2 separate regions of the Gossypium hirsutum genome follow, and region 2 is linked to region 1. The links are chromatin contacts, called in public Hi-C maps. All regions are on one chromosome and are shown on one strand. The core of a region is the stretch at or near the end of the contact, and the rest is flanking DNA. Distances in the headings are between cores, read along the strand shown.

Region 1 (2,711 bases), core at 47-2,546:
TAGATGAGAATGGAACTTACAATACGATCTTCACCATAAAGTTTCTGCAGTTGTTTCACAACTTCCTGAGTACCATCAGGGCTCCCATCATCCACAACAATTATTTCAAAATCTACATCCCTACTCCAGGCAATATCACAAGTAGTTACATAAATATGACAGATATTGCAAACTACCACAGTATAAGAGGAAAGGTTTTTAAGGTAGGTACACTTATCTCGCGAGTGTTAGGCCAGTTACATTGTCATTAATTTTATATGAAAATAAATCCTTTATGCCCCATGACAGACACAAAGCAATGGCATAGTGGGAAAGGTGGAAACTAATTCAAATAATGTACTGATTTGTAGTGAAAACTTTGGCCCCAAGAACATCAAAATTTGAGAAGTTTTAACATATAGCCACTTGAATTTACAAAGACTAGAAGAATACTACTAAAAGGACAAAAAATAGGATCATTGATTAAACTCCTACGGTTTAATTTCACAAGGCTGTTTAAGTGTATAATTAATTCATATGTATAGGCACCAAATCCGGGGGGAAAGTGTAGAGTTATATAAAAACAACAGGCGCTTCAATATATTGCCGGATAATTTATTTATTCCAGAAAACAGAAACTAAATATGACAGTATTGTCATATTTATGTATACTCATTATCCAATTCAAATCATTTGCATAAAATGAAAATACTGAACGGGACGCCACTTATAAACTCGATGAATACAAGAGGGGCAGAAGAAAGAGCACGAATTTGAGATATGTAATCAGATCTCGATAGAGCACGTTAAAAATACTAAAATTAAGAGTTCAGCGATCAAAGAAAAAAAAAATTTTAAAGGAGAGAGAATTGAAGTTGGGAGAAATACCGGAGATGTTTGAAGATGAGATAGACGATGAGAGCAATGTTGAGGCGCTCGTTGTAAGTAGGTACTATTATGCTGTACTTGTTCTTCTGCTCCATTTTTTCTTCTTCTGTGTAAATACCTTGGCCTAAATCTTTATTTTCTGTGTTCTTTTGTTTCGCTGACTCATTTCTCATTTGAATTTTTCAACGATGAATCGGGATGCTGACTTTTGCTTGCTAGACTACCTTGAAATTGGGCTAAGGCCTAGGAACAAAGCAGGCCGCTTCAACCGAGAAGGTACCAACTCGGTTAATCTCATAGCCGGACTCCCATAATTGAGCTACAATGCTGCAAAAGAATAAAATGCTAAATGAGAATTTTTTATTGGTTAAAATACTAAAAATCCCTCGAATTTTACTCAAAGTTTGCAGAATCCTATCTGGTCCAAATAACGGCAACTTTTTATTTCAAATGAAAGTTTATGTAGGTATGAATTAAAGATTAAGGATTTATTTTAGATATAACTAAAAAGTGAAAAAGATTTACAAGGCTAAAAGTATTAGGGAATTTTTTATATTAAAAGTCTGATTACATTTATTCTTTCACTTAAAATATGGACAAATTGATTCTGTACATTAAATCAAAAAATAAACCGGATCTTTTGATTATTCCATCACTACACCAATTGTTAGCGTTATAAATGTACAAAAATTTTAATAAAAAAATTAATTTATTCTTTAATTTAATATACAAAAATTAATTTACCTATTTTTTAAGTAGAGGAAAAAAAGACAAATGAATTCCTTAAACTTATAATACGTCTGCCACTTACAAGTTGGTTAAGGATTTAGTTAAGTGTATACAAAGTATACATATTTATATAAATAAACTAGTAAAGTGCAGGGTTTTATTTATTTATTTTATTTAATATTTTAACCTTTGTTTTATTGAAGTATTTCAGCTCATAGCGTTGAAGTTGAAATCTCATGATCAGACATGGGAATTTCGATGCAATAACTAGTAATTAAGCAGACTATACTGTTGTTGTCTACATACAATTTACAAACTGCAAACAAAACTAAATCCCCTGCTTACTCATTCCTCACATTATTATTATTATTATTATTATTATTATTATTATTATTCACAAAACAAAAACCAGCACTTATTACGCATAGGGTTGGCGCAGGAGCCGAAAAGCTTAGTCGTCCGGGGTTCTGTCCTCCATCTCTTCCACTTCCGGCTCATCTAACTTACTTCCCACAATCTTTTTGTCTAGCACAGAAGCTGCTGGTTCTTCAATACTTTCCTGCTTTGCTCCATCTTTTTGCAATTCCTCATCGAAACTGGCGGTGTCACGGTCATTAGTTTCTTGTGGATTTTCTTTATCTCCATGATCAACCTGGGGAGAATCTTAAACAATCTGTCAGTTCAAGTTTTCATTCCTAGGCTCAGGGCCCATATAAACAGCCACAGATTATATCACCTACCAAGATAGCCGATTCCTCAGCATTCTTCTGCTTTGATGCATCCATTTCTAATGTCTCACTGACACTAATTACATTGATACCATTAGTTTCTTCTACACTTTCATCCACTTTATAATAAACCTGTGGAAAATTTGTAAGAAATCTGTCAGTCCATGTTGACCGTAGATACAGGCGGAGATTCGATGTCCATGATACCATATAAGGTTGGAAATCTATAATAAGCCTAAGTGCACAACAATAAATATACACAACTATCAATGCTAAGCATGGTCTGTGATGGATGATATGATATAATATAATCAGGAAGCCCAGGAAGTGATAATCATACCACACATGTGCGAGCTGGTGAGAGTACTTTGAAAGAATTAGGGCGGT
Region 2 (2,700 bases), core at 111-2,610, 550 kb after region 1:
CATTAGTAGGTGCCAGTTACAGGACTACTTGTACGTACTATTATGCATTCTTGTGCTCCGAACGTGATCAGTGATGATACCTGTAGGAAGCTTGAACTGTTACTACTGGCCTTCTAGAGGAAGAAAGATGCAGTTTTCCTAAGCCATTACAATTGAATGACAAGTTTGTGGGACTAGCACCCCCTGCTGTCTTTAAATGTGAGCCTAAACACACACACACAAAAAAAGTAAGGAACAAAACAATGATACAGCTTTGGTGTAGACATACAATAGAAAATAGAATTAATATTAGTTTAGTTTTGCGTTTGTATAAAGAGCAAAGACAACCAATTTTCTGATTTCAAAGAACGGACATGAACATGATGACGATAATGATGGTATGATCTAAAAATCTGAATCAACACTAAAACCCTGATTCTTGTTGTAAAAGATCTGAACGGCTGAACTAAAATAAACAAACAATCATGAGCATCATGTCAAACAATCAATTCCAACCAAGCTATTACCTTTAGCGAATCCAATCGTTATCTTTTCATCTTTAGCTTACAGCATTTGCAGTCGGTTATTTCCCCAGGGTTTAAGGGTACACCAAGTCAAATATTTTATAAGTATGCTAACAAATTTAAAGAACGAATAAGGCCTATTGTAATTATTCTACTACCCTCCCACAGCTTCAATATTGAAAATTTAATCAAAGTCCACAGATACAACGAAGATGGATCATATTCCTTCAATTTTTTTTTCTGCATCACTATCTTATTTCACTGAATAAAAAAAAAACAAGTACAGTTTAGGGCAATCAAAATTAAGCAGGGTCTTGAACCCAAAAAAATCATGGAAATGACTAGTGTAGAACTAAATGCAGCTAAAAGTTTTCAGCTACTGCAATAAATCCGACGGCCTAAGCAAGAAAGAAGAGGAGAGTATTAATTTATTATGCATTAGAACTTAGAATTTGAATCATATTCCATTTAAAATAAAGTTGATTAGAACGAATGAACAGAAAAAACAAGATTAGAAGAAAAAAAGAACAGAGATGAAGAAAAGGAATTATATTACCAGAAGAAGATAATTGGAATGGAAGACTTGTGGGTAAAACCAAAGAATTAGAGAGGATAGTCATAATGTAAGAGAGAGAGAGAGAGAGAGAAAGAAATGCAAAGGAAAGGAAGCAGGTGAGAATTGAAAGCAGGGAAGTTGATTTTGACTTTGAGAAGCCCTGTGGTGGAAGTTGTTGGGCCAGGCCTAACTTCTTCTATGGCGCCCGTTGTTTACTTATATTTCTGAAATATAGATATTTATCAGTTCTGGGACATCATGAGGGTTTCTGTGCTGGTTCAGAATTTGTAGTCCAATACTCCAATTCTGTCATGCAGTGCTACAAGTTATTTTAATATTAATTTATTTAATATATTTAATCGAAAGAATTATAAATTTAATTTAAAATATTTTAAAAAATTATAAATATTATTATAATAATATTTTATTTTTTATTTTTATATAAATTAAAAATATTTTAAAACACTAAAAAATAATCGAGGTCCAAGAATCAAACTGGAATTGACGAAAATTTGTACATTTATTATTAAGATTTTTATAAATATATTTTTACATAAAAGATTTTACTTTTACACACGTGAGTGTGATATAATCCAACGTTCTAAAATTAAATTAATTCAACCAAAATATTATACAACTCCCATTGTATGCTTGGAAATTGGTTTTAACCGAGCAAAGTGAATGGCTTTGGGCAGAGAATCCACTTAAAATTGTTAAATCAACCTAAACAATCGATAGTGTGCCAACTTGACATATTTATGTGCTTTATTCAATTTGGCGTTGTGCCTTTCTACCGTTTTCTTTTCTTTTTCTATTTTATTTTTTTAGCTTTATTCAATTATATTTCCTTTGTTATTTTCTTTTATTATGAGCAACTAAATCAATTTCTAACCAAAGGTAAACCAAAATTCGATATTTGAATTGTGAGATCCGAAATCGTATTTAACCCTTCTCGTTAAGGTATTTGCTTTTTCTCCAGGTCAAGAGATAGATAGGATCGTCTCATAGTATTGTTTTTAGCTCCATGTCAAGAAGGATCCTTTATACAGTGCTGGGAACAATACACAATTGGTACAACTAATTTGGTGCTGAATTACTTTACCGATGAACAAATTGGTGTGGTTCAATTGGTAGTGCAGTTGGGTGACGTCGTGGGATTAAGTGATCTAATCTAAATGATCCACGCAGTTGAGATTGTTAACAAGAGTATGATTCTTCTAGTTTGCAAGGCTGCTGACGGATTAAGTCGTGGAAGCGTCTTTTGGGGTTATTCATTCGATAAGGGTTAATCGTTGGGTGGTTCCCACGATTATTTACGATTAAGGAAGAATTGGTTGTTGAAGCGTCCTTAATCACTATATATGTAACTGCCCGCCCAATGAAGTTCTAGTATTCGGTTACTGTTTATCGAGATATGGTCTTTAAAGTAAATTTTGAATAAGGTATTAGTTTTGACTAAGTATAAGACTCTATGAATACGCTAACTGGGGAATCTTGTGTTTGGCGAGCTCAGTAGTTTGGTCTGTAGAGTATACACCACCCTAGTTGTTTAGGCGTTTAAGTTAAGTTCGTAATTTGATAGAATTAGTTATTATTTTTGGGTGGGACGATTTAGTTAGTCTAAGGAGAACTGGTTAGAAT

Evidence for each region. Hi-C and Micro-C count contacts between places; a contact is called where the count stands out from the background.
Region 2: a Hi-C map of leaf shows a contact between it and region 1, with 2.0 times the contacts expected there. The contact joins the promoter of LOC107910298 here to the promoter of LOC107910686 in region 1. A contact is called at or near these places in 2 of 34 Hi-C or Micro-C datasets (hypocotyl and leaf).

The regions. Positions count from the first base shown.
Region 1 is chrD02:23,978,274-23,980,984 of Gossypium_hirsutum_v2.1, forward strand. It overlaps LOC107910686 (dolichol-phosphate mannosyltransferase subunit 1), which reads right to left and starts at 1,297. Exons shown (of 9, transcript XM_016838645.2): 1 at 868-1,297; 2 at 21-120. The coding sequence starts at 1,040. LOC107910685 (1,4-alpha-glucan-branching enzyme 1, chloroplastic/amyloplastic) reads right to left here. Exons shown (of 15, transcript XM_016838642.2): 13 at 2,665-2,711; 14 at 2,337-2,456; 15 at 1,850-2,248. The coding sequence ends at 2,048.
Region 2 is chrD02:24,527,314-24,530,013 of Gossypium_hirsutum_v2.1, forward strand. It overlaps LOC107910298, which reads right to left and starts at 1,361. Exons shown (of 5, transcript XM_016838105.2): 1 at 1,060-1,361; 2 at 81-204. The coding sequence starts at 1,123.